7 separate regions of the Mus musculus genome follow, and all the other regions are linked to region 4. Evidence: chromatin contacts called from public Hi-C, HiChIP or PLAC-seq and promoter capture Hi-C data. All regions are on one chromosome and are shown on one strand. Each heading gives the region's core, a stretch centred on a gene start, on an enhancer-like site or on the middle of the called end of the contact. The rest is flanking DNA. Distances are from core to core; before and after follow the strand shown. Region 1 has its middle 3.1 kb from the start of Gm29230. Region 2 has its middle 6.0 kb from the start of n-TPagg5. Region 3 holds the start of 4930577N17Rik (RIKEN cDNA 4930577N17 gene). Region 4 holds the start of Slc7a11 (solute carrier family 7 (cationic amino acid transporter, y+ system), member 11). Region 5 holds the start of Pcdh18 (protocadherin 18). Region 6 holds the start of Elf2 (E74-like factor 2). Region 7 has its middle 28 kb from the start of Gm35891.

Region 1 (2,700 bases), core at 28-2,527, 650 kb before region 4:
GTATTGTTTTTAAGCCACCACTTGGCAGTAGATGTACTCCTGGAGAGGCAATAGAGGGACTTCATCAACATTCTGATTGAAATTGTAATGGGAGCCATGAAAGAAGGTGAGGAATGGGATGGTCTCATTAATCAGAGATGGGCATCACTGTTGCAGTTAGAAGTCTGGCCATTAGCTCAGCAGGACAAGGACGCATCCATGGGGTAGTCTGGAGACATGGATGTCCCAGGAGCATAATGCAAACATAAAAATTTCTTTTTAGAAAGTGTTTATATAACTCCTTATGCAAGCCTTAGGATCCAAGATAATGAAACATAATTCTAATGTTCATGACACGCCTAATATAGTATGATAATTCTACCCAATATAATTCTGATAATACAACAAAAATCTAAACATAATAGGTTACGGTAGGACGTTTTGCCCATGTGGGACCTGTGCCTTGATGGTGTTTTTGCCCTCCATTGACCTCAGTGATGCTGTCTTCAACAGCAGCCTGTTGGTCTCGTTCTCCACCCTCCAAAAGTCCCCCCTCTCCTTTCATGCCTTATTTTATAGATTTGATTTTAATCTCTTTCTATCTAAAATGTACCTACCCAATCTCCATCTGAATACACTCATTTATTATTTCCATATATTTGAATAACTCTCCTACGACTTTGAATGAATGCACAATGTTAGTTCTGTTCCTGCTGAAAGGGACACAGAGAGCTTGTTCAACTGACTTGAGGGATAGTTGAAGGGCTTAGAGTCTAGACAATCCAAGCAGAGAGTGGACATCAGGTGGCAGGTCTGAGCAGGTCTATCAAATAAGGGGCTCATGGGGGCGGGTTTCTGTTGGTACTGCAAGATTCAACTTCTTGTTTGACTAAGCTGTGACTAGGAAAAGCAAACATCTTCCCCAGCAGTCCTGGTGTAGTGTCACTGGTTGTGCCTGGGTTGGCATGGCAGCTTGAACGCTGATGTGGGGCTCTTGGGTGGGGCTGAGATTCTGCAGATGGTAAGGAGTAGGGCCGAGGCTACCCGTGGGATGCTGGGCTGTGTCCACTTGCGTTTGGGTTGCTTCACTGCCAAGTTTTTGTTTGTTTTTGAGATAAGGTTTCCTTAGCCCAAATTCAAACTCATATGCTGCTGAGGACTGTCTTGAACTCCTGACCCCTCCGGTCTCTGTCCTCCACATGCTGGGATTACAGGCATGAGTCACCAAGCCCTGCACAGTCCAGCTTCATCTTTCGGCTGACATTTCCCTGGTAGTCAGATGGTACTGCAAGATTCAACTTCTTGTTTGACTAAGATGTGACTAGGAAAAGCAAACATCTTCCCCAGCAGCCCTGGTGTAGTGTCACTGGCTGTGCCTGGGTTGGCATGGCAGCTTGAACGCTGATGTGGGGCTCTTGGGTAGGGCTGAGATTCTGTGGGTGGTGAGTAGTAGGGCCGAGGCTACCTGTGGGATGCTGGGCTGTGTCCATCAGCAAGAGGCGGATGGTTGTGGGTTAACCAACAGCAGATGTCCAGTACAATGGCACTTTGTGATTTTCAAAAACGCTTTTATGGAAGTGACTCATTTGATTTGATAATTTTATGAGATATGTTTGTCAGCTGTTGTTATTTCCATTTTCAGATGAGGACACAAAGCATGAATCACTCCACTCATTTAAATTCGTGCACTGACAGCAGAGATTGTTTTAACTCTTTTCTCTGAATGGTGTTGACATCTGACCACAATACAGGAAAATATTACCTCAACCTTGGACTAGATCTCTATCAATGCCTCTTAAAGTTGAATTGATATGTTGATTAGTCACAACACACTGGCTTGTACTAGTTTTACAACTAATTAAGACCCTTCTGATCTTTCATGACTTCTAATAAAACATAATATATCTAATTTTGCCCACTTAAATCAAGAAGATGCTTATCTTTGTACTATCTCATATTAAACTCCTTTCATTGCCCTGAACAGGTAAGAAGGCTGGAGTAATCTGGAATTCAGAGCATGAAGTATCTCTTCCAGATTTATGCTTTCTTCAAGCTTAAGAGTCAGGACCTATTTTGTCTCCTAAGTAATTGCTAAGACGATTGAGCAATAAGGTATATGTAATGCTGATTAATGGCCAAGTTCAGTCTGGAATGATGCCCCCAGAGCTAAATCAGAGGGCCATCTCTGCTTACTCAACAGTTTGTCAGCTGTACGGACGGAGGCCAGACTGACCTACTCATGGGGTCATTTCACAGATGGACCATCTTTTCTCCTCCAGCCTCTTTCCTTGTGTTCTTATATAAGCAAAGTTTTCACTGAGAATATCGCCTTTAGAAATGACACCATTGGCCTGAAGTCAAAGGTAGCTATGCCTTTGTGAAATTCCCTCATCATTTGTTCTGGATCAAATCAGGAAAATTGTGGCTACTCAGTTAGTGTTAAATTCCTGTCAAGACACCAGGAAGACACTTAAAACAGGCCTGACAGTCCATGAAAATCTGCTATTAAACAAATTCTACAGCACACATTTTCTTAAGGACTTGATTTTCCTTTTTTTTTTAGATTAGAAAAAGTTAAAATTTGTAACTCAGATGTAAATAGTAAAAGGATCTGGGAATAGGCAAAAAATTGTACTCTGGACCAGTCCAGAGTACAAAATTTGTCCAAATATAAAATTTGTATTTTTTACAGTTATTTGTATGTATGTGTATATGTGTTGT
Region 2 (2,700 bases), core at 152-2,651, 920 kb before region 4:
GCCTAGAGCGAGAGAAAGAGGAAGGAGGCAGTTTGTGGTGGTTTGAATACGCTTGGTCCAGGGAGTGACACTATTAAGAGATGTGGACTTTTTGGAGTAGGTGTGGCCTTGTTGAAGGAAGTGAGTCACTGTGGGGTAGGCTTTGAGACCATCCTCCTAGCTGCCTGGAGGCCAGTCTCCCCTGGTTGCCTTCTGGTCAAGATGCAGAACTCTCAGCTCCTTCTCTAGCACCATGCCTTCCTGCATGCTGCCGTAGTTCCTGCTATGATGATAGTGGACTGGACCTCTGAACCTGTAAGCCGGCCCCAATTAAATGTTTGCTTTTATAAGACTCGCCTTGGTCATGGTGTCTATTCACAGCAATGGAAACTCTAACTAAGACACAGTTTTACCAGGACAGTTGTACAGAGACAGGTAAAGACAGAGTGAGCCAGAAAATGAGAAGAAGCCATATTAGAACATTGCTACTGTTAGTTTGAGGCACAGCAGAGCAATTCAGAGACTGAGAGAGAAGACAGCTTGGAGAGAGAGGAGTTTGAGTCAGAAGAGCTAGATTGAACCAACCAGCCAGAGTTCAGAAGGAAGAAGAAAGGGTGTGCTTAGCCAGCAGCAAGTTTCGGAGGCTGAAAACATCCTAGGCCTACATAATATTGTATGGAGGGTAGAGGCTTCCAAGACTAGGCCCAGGTTAGCAGACTGGGGCATTAAGGCTTGGAGACAATGGACTTGCGGCAGTGTCCACACAGGTGAGCACCGACTTGTATCCTTACTGACATATACGGACCCTGTATAGTCTCTCCGTGTCTTAATTTGGAACATGCCTCACATTTATTGTTACCATGCAGAATAGCAGACTATTTCATGGGAATGTTGGTAGCTCTAGCTACTTTCCAGTGTGTGCCAAATCACTGTGGCCAGACTGTAGATAAGAGCCTCCAGTGATCTCTGGAGGCAGATGGCTTGTAGCTTGGTAAGGGCATCTGCTTCCCGATTTTCAAACCTCAACCAGCTATGGGCTGCCAGCCACATAGAAAACCACTGATTCCTGTTGAACTCTGTTACATATGTCCTCCAAGATCTGCTGCCCCACAGTGGTGGAAAGAGCATCCACCTGGTTCTTTTCCCATTGGGCCAGCCATAAAGTCAGACCTCCGAATACAGCCCCGCTACTGTCCATATGGATTGTCACAGGGTAAATCTCACTACCAGTGAAACTGGTACTTTCCACTCTGCTGTCTCTTATCTCAGTCCGCTGGCTACGCTTTCTCGCTTTCTTGCTTCCTTTCTCCAGCCACACGGTGTCAGTGTTCATTTGCATTTCGACCGCCACCCAGTCCCGTTTGGTGTCCTCCCCTTCTGCAGACAGATGGTGTCCCTCTTAGCACTTTATCTCTCCTAGCGCTTGGTTCACTTACCCGGGGGCGGCTTAGAAGCTTGAAAGAACACTGGTGCCAACACAGCCTGCACGGCCTTGGCGACGGGACTTGCAAACACCGCACCACATTGCTGTAAAAAGTGCGAGCCGCCTCTGGCAAGTTTGATTTCGCGCTACCGGAGAAAGAGACGTGGCCTTTATTTGGATATGCAGCTTTCGCTGTCACTGGGATGCTGGGCCCTTCCTGTTGGAATGCTCCACGTTCATCCAGCAGTTGCTGTTTTAGTACTGTGCGCCAGCTTCCTTCCCTTTCCATGGCTAGGACCCAAACGCTATTAGAACTGTTTGCTCAAGCTGTTTTTTTCCATAGTCCCCCGAACATCTGGTGACTTCTAACACAAAGGGACACGGCCATTAAGGTTATCTTGCAAGGACCTTAGCTTACTCAGGAGCCTCTTGAGCCATCTATCTATTTTAGCACTTACAGCACGTGGTACATTTTTACTAAGTTGTTGGGTGTGATATTGATACCCCTCTTACTGGAGTATAAGATCTAGAATTTCACAGAGGAGCTCGCCCTTGCCTTTTGTGGACTGACTGCCCATCCTGCTTCCCTGAGGTGCACACCGCGAAGTCTTTCAGAGACGTGTTGTGAAACTTTTTCACTTAGGGGAGAGAGCAGGAGGAGAAAGCAAGGTCTCCAGCCACCTTCCCTTGACAAATAGACAGTGTGGCAGGTAATTTTGCATGAGTGGTAGAGACTCCTTTGAATTTAAATAACCCCTGGGGATTCAGCAACTCAGAGAATACAAAAAGACGGAGGAGAAAAGAAGGTAGAAGAAGGAAAAGAAGGAAGAGGAGGAGAAAGAAGGAAAAGAAGAAGGAAGAGGAGGAAGTAGAAGGAGGAAGAGGAGGAGGAGGAAGAAGAAGGTAGAAGAAGGAAAAGAAGGAAGAGGAGGAGGAAGAAGGAAAAGAAGAAGGAAGAGGAGGAAGTAGAAGGAGGAAGAGGAGGAGGAGGAAGAAGGTAGAAGAAGGAAAAGAAGGAAGAGGAGGAGGAAGAAGGAAAAGAAGAAGGAAGAGAAGGAAGTAGAAGGAGGAAGAGGAGGAGGAGGAAGAAGAAAGAAAAGAGAAAGAAGGAAAATAGGTGTGTTCGCAAGTTCCAACACCACATGGAGAGATGCCATTACTTGTATCTGTTGTTCTGGCATAAGAGCCGTGCTGGGCACAGTGGCATAGACATGGTAACTACCTTACTTAGTAGTGCTGGCCACAGCGGTGTAGATGGGGTCGACCTTACTTAGCTCTCTTCATCTGAAGTCTTTTAT
Region 3 (2,700 bases), core at 84-2,583, 830 kb before region 4:
AAGCTATGAACGAATACGTTCATTTGTCCAAGTCAAGCAAATACAAGAGAGGGCACACGAATTTCATGACCAGCAAACCCAGCGACTCCAGTCTCCCCGAGGCTGCCGGGCGGCTCTTTTCTGTTTACTAATTACCTGTCTAGTGTACTCTGACTTCTGTCGAGAAGACAGGACCAAGTCAGTTTTTGAAGTAGTTGGAGACTCCTGACTTCCTTAGTGATGCTTCTAGAATATTTTCTAGGTACAAGTTTTTTAAAGTGCAGTTCTTTCGACTGAACTGATTGTATGTTGCATAAGCGCCGGGAAGGCCAACCCAAGTTAAAAAGCCACCTCCGTGTACAGCTGCGGGACTAGGTATGAGGTCTTTTCTAGGAAGAAAAATTTGATTCATGGCTCTTTTCCAGAGGGGACATTTGCAGACTTCGCTTCCGCAGAACGTGAAGCGCGCCTCTTCCTGCCGAGGCGAGGCCCGCGTCCCCGAGGGCGGCCTGCGGCTCCCCAGCCTCAGGTGTCCGTGCGGCCGCCGGCTGCCGGCGCCCGGGACTGACTTCCTGTCTGGGCGCGGGGCGGAAGGATCGCGTTGCCAGCCGGGGCCGCCGCCGCCCCTGCCGTTAGGTGGTGGGGCTGCTGAGCCCGGCGGCGGGAGGCGGGCCGGCCGCCGCTTCCTGTCGGAGGACGCGCAAGGATCCGGGCGTCGGAGTGTGTGCGAGTGCGTGAGTGTGTGCCGCCCGCACGGCGTGTGTCTCCGGCCGCGGGTTCCGCCTTCTCCCCTGTCGCCGCCGCTCAGGGTGTAAGTCAATGTGAAGCAGCAGTTCCAGCCCCGGGATAAACATGGCGACGTCTCTGCATGAGGGACCCACGAACCAGCTGGATCTGCTCATCCGGGCCGGTAAGCACAGGGGAACTTTTCTCCCGTGCATCGGTGCAGCGGGCGAGGGGGCGCCCGGCGGGCGGGGAGCGTCCCCCGGGGCGGTCAGCGCCCCGGGTCCGGTGTCCGTCTCCGGCAGCCGGGCGGCCGCGGAGAGGGGGGAGTGAATGAAGTAATGGAGGCGACAAATCAGGAAGTGATCACCTTGGAGAGTAACCTGCCTCGGATCCGGGCTGTCGCTCCGGGGAGAGCGGCGGCGGCGGCGGCGCAGCAGCGGCAGCGGCAGGGGCCGGGCGCGGAGCCGCGGCTAAGTTGGGGAGTCGGCGCGGGCGAGTTGCGCGCTTCGCCCCAGTTGCCGGGGAACCAGGAAGTGAGCGGAGCTGTTGTCCCCGCCGCCTGCCACGCTGTCCGGCCGAGAGGGCCGCCCCTGCCCGCGGCCGGGGGCGCTGGCCGCCCGCCGCCCTCGCCTCTCACTTCCTATAGCCGCCACTTCCGCATGGACGCCGCGGCCCCCCCGGGCGCTACCCGCCAAAACGCGCCCGCCCGGCCTCCCGCCTCGTCCCTCCCGGAGCGGCGCCCGAGTAACGGTCCCGAGGCCACTTCCCGGTGCCGAGTGGGACGCCGCCGACCCGGCACCTCCCCGCCGCGGCTAACGGCGGCCGTGGGGGAACCGGGCTGCTGCCCTTCCTTCCCTCGTGGGGCGGGTGACTGAGGGTGGACGGGAAGGACACCGGGTGTATTCCGCGCAGCCGGCCCGGGGCTGCGGGACAGCGGAGGGGGACGTTTATTTTGGTCCACAGTAAGATGAAAGCGGGGAGCGGGGCGGGCGGGAGGGCGTCCTGGCCCCGGGGAAGTCTCGGCTCGGCATTGCCCCCTTTCCCCTCCCCCAAACCTCCCACCATAGCGGAAGCGCCTGGGAGAGGACAGAACGCGCGCGATTGACAGGCCCGAGGTTCCAATCTGCGCCCTGAGCTGTTCCAAATAAGAACGTTGATTTCTGGGGGCGGGACCACGGGCCCGAGCCGGGCCAATGAAGATTGGGCGGGAGTGAAGCTGACAATGTACGCATGGAATTGGAGGGAAGAGGAGTGTAAACACGGAAGTGGCCGCGGGGGTGGGGGATGTGCTGCGCCACTGCTGCAGCGGAAGGGCACGGACTTAAGTTACATAGAAAAAGCAGCTTTACTTGCTAGCAGACAGCGCAGCGAGGGCCTCGGGTCGATGTGGCACTGCTCGAACACTGTTGCTTACCGAAATTATAAGCGCATGCGGTCCCTCCTCTGGTTCTGTTTCACATCTCCATCGATGTCGGATTGGAAGATGAGAAATTGTAACCAAACGGTAGTGCTGTAAAAGATCAGAACAGTCTTTTTGCACCTATTGTTTTTAGGGATCTTGAAATTGGTAGTTTGGTGGACAAAGCAGTTCGGTTTGGAGGAAAAATTATGTTTATCTCTAAATTTAACGGAACTTTAAATATAAATAAAATCTGGACTGATAGAACTGCATGTGCTATATAACAATAACGCTGAATAGTGTGTTTTGGCTGAGGCATATTTTACACATTTCAAAAGTAGGGAAATCACAATTTATTGAGCAGCGTTTAAATGCCTTTTTGAATAGGAACTTTTACTGAAGGAGAGGAACATAATGGAACTTGGGTCCTTGTTAAAGTCAGTCCATTGATCAGTATGAATTAGTGTACAGTTTTATGTTGGGTTAGTGGTGTTTTGAGTGTCGAGTGTGTATAGTTAAAGAGATACTGTTTGGGGCAGGAGAGATGCTCCTCGGTTAAGACCACTTGTTGCTCTTGCAGAGTTGCTCTTGCAGAG
Region 4 (2,700 bases), core at 9-2,508:
AAACGTTTCAAGTTTGTGTTTAATTTTTTAAAAAAAAAGAAATTTTTTCAATGTAAATATTTTAACCCCACTTTGAAGTTTTAATGTACTTTTATATGTTTAAATTTCTTTTTAACTGACAAAGATGAAAGCTGTGTATGTGAATAGGGTGTAAAGTTTCAGCACATGTGCCCATTGTAGAATGCTCAGAGTAAACACTTCTATCTCCTTAAGATGTCATTATTTCTTTATGTAAAAAACACATTCTTTTAGCTTTCTGAAATGGACTTGTACACTCTGTTACAGTCACCGAAAATTTCCGGCTTTGAGCTAACTAAAAGTTAGTACCTGTTGATTGTAATACATTTCAAATTATAATCAGAATAGCTTATAGATCCAAAAAATATGCCCTGTCATCTCCTTCCTTTCTCCAACTATTATAATGGGACTCCCTTCTCAAGCTCTTGCTCTGTGCGTGTCTTCATGCAATTATAAGTATTGCCTAAGATTCAAAGAGGAGTCTTTTTAATTCGATGGAGCAACATGCAAATGAAGACCGAGTCCTTCTACCTAGTTCAGGAAATCACGCTGTGCTGACAAGAATCAGAAAAAGACTGTTTTCTGCAGTCACTATGATCTTTCAACTTCTCAAACTTAGGTGGTGATCTTAAACACCCTTGTATTACAGGTCTTAAGAAATAATTGTGTCTGTTCATGCGGAGCTGTATGTAGCCACGGCTCTCGTGTGCAGAAACTTTCTGACTTTGTAAATATTAGATTTGACAGTGTTGCTAGGAAACACCCGGGGAAGTAAGGAGAATACAAATTATGAAGTATAAACTTTGCTGTTGCAAACAGAGCAGCCCTAAGGCACTTTCCATTGTCAAAACAGCTGTGAATACAACATTTTTTATGCGCGCCTTAAAGTTAAGAAGCAACTCCTTAAAACGAAGTAATTGTTTTCTGTTTCATTTTCCAACTTCTTTTCTCTCTCTGAGAGCGGAGCTGCTTAAAGTCACCGGGACAGTGTCTATTCCCTGGTTCCCTGTTTACTTCTTCTGGATTGGCTAAGCCCCTCTTTAAGAGTATGCTTTGTTCTGGGAAATGCTTTGGATCCATTGAGCAACCCACAGGCTACTGTTAAAAAAAAAAAAAAAAAAAAAGAGCTGAGTAATGTTGGCGCTTTCTCAAGCTGGAGTTTTCTCATGTGGCTGATGCAAACCTGGAGAATTTGCATCATCATGCAGCCCAGTAAGTTGGTGTGACAGGCGGTTGCTTAAATACGGAGCCTTCCACGAGGAAGCTGAGCTGGTGTGTAATGATAGGGCAGCAGCCGCGGCTGCAGCTAACTGACTGCCCCTGGAGCCGGTGCCACACAGGTGCTCCGAGGAGCAAGAGGAGTAATTATAGAGCCAGCGAAGGCTGAAACACACCTCTGAGTTCTCACCTGTGGACACAATAGTGTAGAGCCAGTCGGTGATAGCAAAGGGGAAGTCACGACCGAACAGTGATCAGTCACTTCTTAGAGAAACAAGTTAAAAGGGTTTGTTTTGTTTTGTTTTATTTTGTCTTGTTTTGTTTTTCCCCCTCTGTTTTCTTTTTCATCCCCCTCCTCTGGTGTGACACTGCCATGGTCAGAAAGCCAGTTGTGGCCACCATCTCCAAAGGAGGTTACCTGCAGGGCAATATGAGCGGGAGGCTGCCCTCCATGGGGGACCAAGAGCCACCTGGGCAGGAGAAGGTAGTTCTGAAAAAGAAGATCACTTTGCTGAGGGGGGTCTCCATCATCATCGGCACCGTCATCGGATCAGGCATCTTCATCTCCCCCAAGGGCATACTCCAGAACACGGGCAGCGTGGGCATGTCCCTGGTTTTCTGGTCTGCCTGTGGAGTACTGTCACTTTTTGGTGAGTGCGCTTCTTCTCTGGGGTGTGAGTGTGTGTAGCTGTGTGGCTCTCTGGGAGAGCGAAGGGTTATTTCTGAGGAGTAAATGAATGGGCAAATACTACAGGAAATATTTGGAATTTTTGTTGTTGTTGTTGTTCAGGTATGTGCACTACCCAAACACACTGTCCACTGTTGGCACAAGACTGAACCCTCTCAGATTCCTTCCTGCAGGCTATACTCTGCTTTCCTGCCTGAGACAGACTCTGGCAGCTTTTTTTTTTTTTTTTTCTGGTTTGCTGAGAGAAGGAAAAAAAAAAAAAAAAACAAAAAACAAAAAAACAAAAAACAAAAAAAACCTAACTTTGATGACCCAAAAAACCAAGCCTTCCTTCCGTGCAGAGGGCTTGGGTTTGTGAGTCTTGTTTAGAGCATAGTTCTGGCAGCTGGCTCGCTGGAAGAAACACCTGTGCGGTGCAGCCAGTGTGGCCTATTTACACGCGGAACTGAACGTTCGGAACACTGTCACGGGCCTTTTACTTGCTAAACAAATGGGTGGCATTCTCTGCCTTTTTTAATATTTTAAATTCGTAGGCTTGTCCGTTTCTAATACTATGCTTTCAGAAGTCCTTGGGAAGATATGTGTTTGATGTGTCTCCTCCGTCTCCATAAATGGGGCAAAGGTTTCAACTTTTTTCCCCTTGTTTTTTTTTTTTTTCTTTTTCCTTCTTACTGCCTTTAAGGACATTTCTCATAATTTCTCGTTATTTGTTTGCAAGCTTCACTTGGGTGTCAGTCTTCCCTCCTTGCCTGGATCTGTTTTCTTCATCTGTATTT
Region 5 (2,700 bases), core at 110-2,609, 690 kb after region 4:
AAATAGGAGAAAAATAAATGTCAAATAAGTTACATGGAGATTCTGTGAAGCACAGAATTTGCAAGTAGCTGAAGACAGCTGAGGGATAATGCAAAGGGGGGGTGGGGAGGGTGAGCAAGAATGGAGCCAGAGTGATAAACTTAAAAGGAGCCGCAGAGCAGAAGGAGCATCATAAATAATCATATTTCCCAATAAGAATACCATATCAACCCCGTGACCTGGATACAGCACCAACCTCCTGAGATATTTCCAGCACTCTGATGCACACAAAATGCAATTTTCAGCTCAGGCATTTTATTTCTCAGTGTAAACAACCTTTGGGTTTTTAAAATACATATCTGGAAACTGTTTTCATAAATAATGTATGTATTATAAAAATTTGACTTGTAAACTATTGAGTCCATGTCTCCTCAGAACTCATTGTGAAAACTCACTATGGGTAGATAGTACTCTATTGGAAGAATTCGCTAGGCGAAGGCTACCAATTTTACCCAAGCTATCAATTTTGCCCAAAATAAATAGGATTTTTTTAAGTGCAAGGCTATATATATATATATATATATATATATATATATGGAACAATTTTGCTCAAGCTAAAGAAAGGGCTGAAATAAGGTAGAATTTTTTTGCTAATTAGTTCCAAACTCTGAGGTGTTCCTTTAAATCTTGCTAATTAAGAGAAATCGGGAGTGCAAGATAGGCCCCTTTCTTATCTTCAAAGAGTAAAGATGAAAGAAAGCAGAAAATGAAACCTCTCCACTTGGGCTGTTCTTTAAAACAGAGCTCCAAGAAAATCGGCTTGCTGCTCCTTGGAGGAGAAAAGACCCGCCGAGGGGGAGGGGGTGTGTGCATAATTAGAAGCAAGTTTCCCCATTTTATTAAATTCCTCCACCGACAAAATTCACTTGGAGGTATTTTAAGTGAAACCAGCAGTTAAGGAACCCTGAAAAAAGCAAGATGATTACATGTTTGTAGCAGAAGAAAAGATCAATTAAGAAAACAAGAACTATTTAATGTGCCATATATAAATACAGGCGACCAGAAGTTGATTTAAAGTTTTTTTCTTCCTTTCTTTTTCCTTCCCTCCCGGTCTCCCCACCCCCACACCGCTCTCCTGCTGTAATTTGTCTCCCCTTTGTCGCGGCACGCTTGGAGAAAGTGGATGGAGATGGAGGAGGGGCGGGAGGGCTGAACCCCACCCCCGGCCGCGCTCCCGCGCCCCTAGCGGGTCCCCAACCCGCGCCCGCCACCCTCCCGCTCCCACCCTCCACGCGCGCCCTCCCTCGCTCCGGTGACTCCAGCAGCTTCGGATTTGGAAGCTCGCTGATTGGCTGGAAGCGATTCAACACACGCCAGGCAAAGAGCTTTGTCTGAGTTGAAGTGAAGTTGTAGAGATTTTCAGACTGGAGTCAGCAATCACCGGTGTTTAGTCTGCAGCGGAGCAGAGAAAAGGAAAGGGGGGAAAATCAAGAATCGCCCGGGAAACACAGACTGCAGACTCCGCCAGCACCCTGCAATAGATGGGGACGGAGTCCACGCGGGGAGCCAGGCCGAGGTGACACGCTGCTCCCAGCCAGGAGGACCAGCGGCCACCCCTACCAGGAAGGGACTTCACGCTCCTATCTGGAAGTCGCCAAACGGTGTGTATGAAAACTGAAGTTTGCGAGCTGTTTAATTGCTGTGTGATTAAGAGTCGCTTTCAAGACTCTGAGACCCGATGTGGCTTAGAGCTCTGAGTGGCTGGGAGGAAGTTGAAGGGATTGCTGGGCTCTTCTAACTCGCCCTGAGAAGGGAATCTAGCAACTGACCAATGCACCAAATGAATACTAAAATGCACTTTAGATTTGCACTTGCACTTCTGATGGCGTTTTTCAGCCACGATGTCCTGGCTAAGAATCTGAAATACAGGATTTATGAGGAGCAGAGGGTCGGATCGGTAATTGCTAGACTATCAGAAGATGTGGCTGATGTTTTATTGAAGCTACCAAATCCTTCTGCTGTTCGTTTTCGAGCCATGCCACGGGGGAATTCTCCTCTCCTGGTCGTAAATGAGAATACCGGAGAAATCAGCATAGGGGCTAAAATTGACCGCGAGCAACTATGCCAAAAAAACTTGAACTGTTCGATAGAGTTTGATGTGCTCACTCTGCCGACCGAGCATCTGCAGCTGTTCCACATTGAAGTGGACGTGCTGGACATTAATGACAATTCCCCCCAATTCTCGAGACCCGTCATTCCCATTGAGATATCGGAGAGCGCAGCAGTTGGGACTCGTATCCCCCTGGACAGTGCGTTCGACCCAGATGTTGGGGAAAATTCCCTCCACACCTACTCGCTCTCTGCTAATGATTATTTTAATATCGAAGTGCGAACCAGGACAGACGGGGCCAAGTACGCTGAACTCATAGTGGTGAAAGAGTTGGATCGGGAGCTGAAGGCTAGCTACGAGCTTCAGCTCACCGCCTCCGACATGGGAGTGCCTCAGAGGTCTGGCTCCTCCATCCTGAAAATCAGCATTTCGGATTCCAACGACAACAGCCCGGCCTTTGAGCAGCCTTCTTACACAATACAACTCTTAGAAAACTCCCCAGTTGGAACCTTGCTCCTTGATCTAAATGCCACCGATCCAGATGAGGGCGCTAATGGGAGAATTGTGTATTCTTTCAGCAGTCATGTGTCTCCCAAAATTATAGAGACTTT
Region 6 (2,700 bases), core at 163-2,662, 900 kb before region 4:
TGTTCCAAGTGCTGGGGCTCCCCCAGGGAGCCTGCAGGAGTCAGAGCCCAGCAGGATCGGCCCCCGCGCGCACCGGGACAACCGATGCTCTTTGTTAAAGAAACAAATACATTCCGCGGCGGCGGGGAATGGTGGTGGTGCTTGGGGGAAGAGACCTAGCATGCATAACTGCGCCTAAGAAAGACCATTAGCGAGCCGCTGCAAACGCAGGACATCCCGGGCACCGTGTCATTGGCTTTTGTGCCCTGGAAGGCGCGTGAGAGTGCCCTGCTCAGAGGCTCCCCTTTGTGTGAAAGTGTGCAAACCAGAAGCCTGCAGCTCCCGCTGGCTTCGCCCCTTTTTTTTCCCCAATTCGTGGACACTTGGAACAAGATACTCTTCCTCCACACACACGCGCTCCTTCACCCTGGCTCTGAAGATCTCGGGACTTGAGTTACTTCTCGGAGGCGGACGGGACTAGAAGCGACAAAGACTGGGGCGGGCGGTCGCGGCTCCCCGGGACCCCCCCGAACGGGGGCCGCCCGCCGCGCTCCGCAGCTGCGCGCTGGGCCGCCCGCCCGCCGGCCACCGCGGGCACCAACCGCCGCGCAGCCGGGCCGTTGGGCGGTGGTAATTTCTGGGAACGGGGCGGGGTCCGGGGTGGACGAGCTGGGAGGCGGAGCGGGCGGCGCCCCGGGCCGCGAAACGGGCGGGGCGGGGCGCCACGTGCGTCAGTGGCCGGGTGGGGCGGGCCGCGCGCTCCTGCCCGCCAGCGCCGCCACCATCCGCGGAGCCCGGGAGACGCGCGGGGACTCTGAACACCCGGGCTGACAAGAGTTTTATTTTGCAATCGCTCACTTCCCTAATGCTTAATCTACGAGTGCAGAGCGGTCCCTGGAGGTCTTGGGAGGGGAGTCCGGAGTTGGAAGGGGGGTGATGAGGGGTGACAGCAAAGACCTGAGAGTGGCCCAAGAGGTGCGCGTGTCGTCCCGGCCGGGCTGCAGGTGCACGCGCGGCCCCGCCGTCCCCACGCGCTGGTCCCGCGTCCGCAGCGCAGTGCAGCGCGCGACGTGGGGGAGTGGGGAAGCCCCGGGGACGCGGAGCGGGACGAGTGGCGAGCGTCTCCACCTGAGCAGGCGGGTTCGGGCGAAGTTGGGCGCTGAGAAGAGGGCGGGATTCGAGAGCGCAGGAGGCGGGCTGCGGGGGGCCCGAGGGCGGTGGGGAGTATAAATAGCCGGCCCGGTTTGACAGGCGCTGCGGTGACTGGCGGTGTCGCCTCCCCCGGCGGCGCGCGGGGAGGGAGGAGCGCGCGGAGCGGCCGGGTGGGGGAGGCGGACTCCAGTGTCCTGGTGGCGGCGGCAGGAGGCCGAGGGGGAGGAGCCGAGGCGGGTGCGGAGGGCGGGGGCCGGCCGCAGCTTCCCCGCGCCCGGCTGTGTCGCCGCCGTCGCCTCGGCGGTTGGGGGGGATCTGTAGGGTGGCGCGCGCGGGGGGCGCAGCGCGGTTTTGTCTCGTCCTGTGGTGCGGAGCGGCTCGCGCGGTGGCCAGGGGAGGCCCCCTCGGCTTCCCGCAGGACGCCGGGCCAACGGCGGGCGGCTGCGGCGTCTCGGCCGGTCTGCGGCCCTGAGGGAAGGGCAAGGGACTCGGCGACGTGGAGGGAGAGCAGGTAAGAGCGCGGGGACGGCGGAGGCCGGCGGGAGCGAGCGGGAGGGAGAGGGAGGGCGCGGCGAGCCAGCCCGGCCGTCCCGAGTGTCGCCTCCTCCCGGGCGCCCCCGCCCCGCGCCTGTGTTGTTTGCTCGGGCGGCGGCGGAGGGGCTTTCCGGAGGCTGGGGCGGTGACACCGGCGGAGCTGGGGGCAGGGCGGGAGCCCGCACCGGAGCGGCCCGGGGCAACGGTCGTGGCGCCGAGGGACCGCGGCGCGCGCTGTTTACCTCGCGGCGCCAGTCATCGCGCGGCGGCCGGGCTGCCGGGGCAGCGCGTCCCGGGCGGCAGTTTCCGTCGCCGTCGGGCCTGCTCCCCGCCGCCGGGGCGGGCACGACAGGTTGTACTCCGCCGTTCTTTTATTCTCACTCTCCGCCGGCCCTCCGTCGCCGCCTTCTCCTGGTTCCCCGGGGAGCCAGGCTGCGATCACTATCTGTGTTTGCAACAAAACAACAAAAAAACCCTGGGGCTCTTGGAAGCGCCTAGGTCCAGAGTCTCCTCCGGGGTCCTCCGCCGGCGGTGCTGGCCCTTAGGGCATCTCGCGGAGAGTGTCGTGGGCGCCCCGCGCGCCTCGGTACCGATTCTGCCTCAGCGGCGCTGCGCGCGGCGGCCGGACCCACTCAAGACTTTAGTGGGACATTTTTACTCTGTCAGCAAAGGACGGAAAAATAACCCACGGACCAACTTGGTGGACTGTCCTTATGGGAACCACGTTCTCAGCTGTATACCCTTTCTTTAAGTTCTTAGTACTCTATCAATAAGATGGGGGACGCGTCATTGTAACCCTGGAACATCTTTCTCGTGTTCATGACATTACTCTGTGGTTTATGCTTTAATCCGACAGTGAGAAAGTATAATAAAAACTGCGCCTCTGAGCTCAAGACTTTTGTTTTTGTTTTTTTCTCCAAGTCTCAGTTGAGAGGCAAACTGCTCACTTTCTCTAGTGGACAATGTCCATCCGGGCCCTACTGAGATAAGATTGTATATTTGTGGGTTACAGTTTCTTTAGAGTGTTGAATGACT
Region 7 (2,700 bases), core at 116-2,615, 710 kb before region 4:
TAATGTCAGAGACACTTTGTATTCTAAGATAACTTAAGACCCAACAGGTCAGAAGGAAAAAAACGGTAGGCAGTTAGATTGATTTCTCACCCTATGGGAAATGCATAAGGCTGGAACCAAGCCTTTTCTCCTCTTAGCAGCAAATAGTAGTTTGTAGCCAGGCAGTGGTGGCACCCGCCTTTAATCCCAGCACTTGAGAGCCAAAGGCTAGTAGATCTCTGAGTTAGAGGTAAGTTTGCTCTACAGAGACAGTTTCAGAACAGCTAGGGAGGGCTACAGATACAATTTGCAAAACTCATGAAGCTCAAGAAGATGGAAGACCAAAGTGTGGATACTTTGTTCCTTCTTAGAAGGGGGAACAAAATACCCATGGAAGGAGTTACAGAGACAAAGTTCGGAGCTGAGAGGGCAGGAAGGACCATACAGAGACTGCCCCACCCTGGAATCCACCCCATTATACAACTACCAAACCCAGATACTATTGCAGATGCCAACAAGATTTTGCTGACAGGACCCTGATATAGTTGTTTCCTGTGAGGCTATGCCAGTGCCTGGCAAATACTGAAGTGGATGCTCACAGTCATCTATTGGATGGAACACAGGGTCCCCAATGAGGAGCTAGAGAAAGTACCCAAGGAGCTGAAGGGCTTTGCAGCCCTATAAAAGGAACAACAATATGAACTAACCAGTACCCTCAGAGCTTGTGTCTCTAGCTGTATCTGTAGCAAAGGATGGCCTAGTTGGCCATCAATGGGAGGAGAGACCCTTGGTCTGGCAAGGATCATATGCCCCAGTATAGGGGAATGCCAGGGTCAGGAAGTGGGAGTGGGTGGCTTGGGGGAGCAGTGGGGAGTGGGAGGGGGGGAAGGAGGGTATAGGGGATTTTGGGAGAGGAAACTAGGAAAGGGGATTTCATCTGAAATGTAATGAAGAAAACATTTAATTAAAAAAGAAAGAGAGAAAGGAAGGAAGGAAGGAAGAAAGAAAGAAAGAAAGAAAGAAAGAAAGAAAGAAAGAAAGTGTCTCCTTGGCCAGCTGAAGGAGGAGAAAGGTTTCAGAAAATGCCAGGTAGAAGATGCCAGAGGAGCCTATCTGCCTGTGTGGGGGTCTCTCCCATGTTAACAGCACCTTCTAGAGTTCTGGGAAATGAGGCCGAGAGGCTCCAAGTGGTGACCTTGGGTGGGTGACAGTGCTCAGGCAGCTGCTGAGCTTGATTGAAGGAGCTGTTAGTTTCCAGTCGCCTCTTGGAGAGCATCCATCTTCATCCCCACCCCTGACTCCAAAAGGGCAAAGCCTGCTGAGAGCTCCGAGGCTCAGGACTCAGGTTGTTCGAGTCATTTGCTGCAATGTTGATCCTGTCCTCTCTGTGTACTTTGCCAGCTTGAAACGAAACAGCGCTGCTATGGAAACCGCAAACACCAGGCAATCCTGGCCCCTGCACTTGGCAGCCCAGCCAGGGAGAGATAATGGCTTCTGTTGTTATCTATTGGACGCTGATGCTCAGCCGGTTTTACCCTCAGGGCCCTGACTAGGGATGGGCTGACACTGTACCATAAGTGCTCTCTTGTCTGTTCCCTAGGCTCCTGATGCAGGCTAAGATAACCAGTGCAGCCAGGGTACCCTTCATTATCCCGGTGACAGCCCCGTGTTTTACACTTCCCTGCCGTCTGTGGTCCCTCATCTCAGGTTACTCTGAAGGCTTAAAACCATCCTCTGAACTGCTTGGCAGGCCTACATCCTGTTTTCCAGAACTAATGGACACAGTTTCGGATCACGTGCTTCATTTGTGGGTTGGGAAAGGCAGCAACGCCCCCTAGCGGAGCATTTTGTCGTGCTCAGAGCAGGTGGCTGGGCAACTTGGTCCTTGGAATGAATATGAATGACAGCCATCTGAAAACACATTTAGTGTGAAAAAGCAAAAGACTATTAAAACCTGTTTGTTGGCTGCAACATTTAATAAGAGGTCAGTTTGCTATATGCAACGTCAACAATGATGACGGGAGGAAGTAAAGTCGTAGGTTGGGTAGTCAGAGGCCTTTCACCTCCCCCTGAGCTGCCAGGTTAAATCAAACATGACCTAGCAGGCAGGAGGCGTGGGCAAACACAGCTGTGTTTAGAATGCGCTGATGTCTTGGTCTGTTTTTCCAATATTTGTGCTTTGGAAAGAGCTTTCTGCTTGAAATGAGCTTCTCCTGCGTTTGGAACTTCTACGCATGGGAGGAGAAAACCATGCCACCTCTGTTTCCCAGATATCTCAGGGTCTTTCTCGCCCTCCTGAAACAGGCTATTTTTCTCAGTAACGTCCATTTTCTGCGGTTTGAAACTGCTCTTTTCTGGAAGAGATAATCGTGGGGAAAAAAAAATCTTCTAACCCATTTGCTTGCAAATGGCAAGAAATGTTTGATATTCTTGAAGTTCTTGCCACATAAAGCAGGGTGATTTTCAAATTCTATTTGATCCTTCTGAAAGCTAGCTAGCCTTGTTCTCTGAAAAATTGTAGCACAGGCACAGAAAAATGCCTCTAATTTCTGCCTATTACTTCTTCTTCTTTTTCTTTTTTTGTCTTTTTCTGTAGGATGTTGCTCTCAAGGATATGTGGAAGAGAGACGTGAGTCAGGCCTTTGCCATTAATGGTTGTCCCTTGCCCCAGAGGGAAAGCCAGCAATGTGGTATCGTGCTATGAAGATAGTGGGATAGATA

The links. Promoter capture Hi-C pulls out the DNA fragments that hold promoters and counts their contacts. HiChIP or PLAC-seq counts read pairs in DNA pulled down with a chosen protein or histone mark. A called contact is a pair of places that touch in the nucleus more often than the background predicts.
Region 1: a CTCF HiChIP or PLAC-seq map of the NIH/3T3 cell line shows a contact between it and region 4, with 6 read pairs. The contact joins the enhancer-like site here to the promoter of Slc7a11 in region 4. A contact is called at or near these places in 1 of 39 promoter capture datasets (cranial neural crest), 1 of 15 datasets of contacts at CTCF or cohesin (the NIH/3T3 cell line), 2 of 484 Hi-C or Micro-C datasets (adipose-derived mesenchymal stem cells and muscle stem cells) and 5 of 115 datasets of contacts at active chromatin or transcription factors (astrocytes, bone marrow-derived dendritic cells, embryonic stem cells and 2 more).
Region 2: a contact with region 4 is called in a Hi-C map of the G1E-ER4 cell line, with 8 times the contacts expected there. The contact joins the enhancer-like site here to the promoter of Slc7a11 in region 4. A contact is called at or near these places in 2 of 484 Hi-C or Micro-C datasets (both in the G1E-ER4 cell line), 2 of 115 datasets of contacts at active chromatin or transcription factors (bone marrow-derived dendritic cells and bone marrow-derived macrophages) and 1 of 9 other capture datasets (macrophages).
Region 3: a contact with region 4 is called in a FOXA1 HiChIP or PLAC-seq map of pancreatic cancer cells. The contact joins the promoter of 4930577N17Rik here to the promoter of Slc7a11 in region 4. A contact is called at or near these places in 2 of 39 promoter capture datasets (cranial neural crest and neutrophils) and 2 of 115 datasets of contacts at active chromatin or transcription factors (bone marrow-derived dendritic cells and pancreatic cancer cells).
Region 5: a contact with region 4 is called in a promoter capture Hi-C map of neural stem cells. The contact joins the promoter of Pcdh18 here to the promoter of Slc7a11 in region 4. A contact is called at or near these places in 2 of 39 promoter capture datasets (cranial neural crest and neural stem cells).
Region 6: an H3K27ac HiChIP or PLAC-seq map of bone marrow-derived dendritic cells shows a contact between it and region 4, with 4 times the contacts expected there. The contact joins the promoter of Elf2 here to the promoter of Slc7a11 in region 4. A contact is called at or near these places in 2 of 115 datasets of contacts at active chromatin or transcription factors (bone marrow-derived dendritic cells and bone marrow-derived macrophages).
Region 7: a FOXA1 HiChIP or PLAC-seq map of pancreatic cancer cells shows a contact between it and region 4. The contact joins the enhancer-like site here to the promoter of Slc7a11 in region 4. A contact is called at or near these places in 2 of 39 promoter capture datasets (3T3-L1-derived adipocytes and cranial neural crest), 3 of 484 Hi-C or Micro-C datasets (the G1E-ER4 cell line, the N1E-115 cell line and bone marrow-derived macrophages), 6 of 115 datasets of contacts at active chromatin or transcription factors (the NIH/3T3 cell line, the SCID.adh cell line, embryonic fibroblasts and 3 more) and 1 of 9 other capture datasets (macrophages).

Annotation. Positions count from the first base shown.
Region 1 is chr3:51,091,113-51,093,812 of GRCm38.p6, reverse strand. No RefSeq gene overlaps it. Among named protein-coding and RNA genes, the nearest start is that of Gm29230, 3.1 kb to the right of the region's middle. Within about 2 kb of position 1,277, at least 49 of the 459 cell types and tissues checked have an H3K27ac peak or open chromatin away from gene starts, as enhancers often do. A contact at or near this core is called in the NIH/3T3 cell line, adipose-derived mesenchymal stem cells, muscle stem cells and 1 more, where this site is marked.
Region 2 is chr3:51,364,037-51,366,736 of GRCm38.p6, reverse strand. No RefSeq gene overlaps it. Among named protein-coding and RNA genes, the nearest start is that of n-TPagg5, 6.0 kb to the right of the region's middle. Within about 2 kb of position 1,401, at least 116 of the 459 cell types and tissues checked have an H3K27ac peak or open chromatin away from gene starts, as enhancers often do. A contact at or near this core is called in the G1E-ER4 cell line and bone marrow-derived macrophages, where this site is marked.
Region 3 is chr3:51,275,394-51,278,093 of GRCm38.p6, reverse strand. 4930577N17Rik (RIKEN cDNA 4930577N17 gene) reads right to left here and starts at 1,333. Exons shown (of 1, transcript NR_073429.1): 1 at 1-1,333. The region is part of intron 4 of Elf2 (E74-like factor 2); the gene reads left to right.
Region 4 is chr3:50,442,171-50,444,870 of GRCm38.p6, reverse strand. Slc7a11 (solute carrier family 7 (cationic amino acid transporter, y+ system), member 11) reads left to right here and starts at 1,258. Exons shown (of 12, transcript NM_011990.2): 1 at 1,258-1,886. The coding sequence starts at 1,610.
Region 5 is chr3:49,755,975-49,758,674 of GRCm38.p6, reverse strand. It overlaps Pcdh18 (protocadherin 18), which reads left to right and starts at 1,359. Exons shown (of 4, transcript NM_130448.3): 1 at 1,359-2,700. The coding sequence starts at 1,811.
Region 6 is chr3:51,339,356-51,342,055 of GRCm38.p6, reverse strand. It overlaps Elf2 (E74-like factor 2), which reads left to right and starts at 1,412. Exons shown (of 10, transcript NM_023502.2): 1 at 1,412-1,642.
Region 7 is chr3:51,155,931-51,158,630 of GRCm38.p6, reverse strand. No RefSeq gene overlaps it. Among named protein-coding and RNA genes, the nearest start is that of Gm35891, 28 kb to the right of the region's middle. Within about 2 kb of position 1,365, at least 170 of the 459 cell types and tissues checked have an H3K27ac peak or open chromatin away from gene starts, as enhancers often do. A contact at or near this core is called in the G1E-ER4 cell line, the N1E-115 cell line, embryonic stem cells and 1 more, where this site is marked.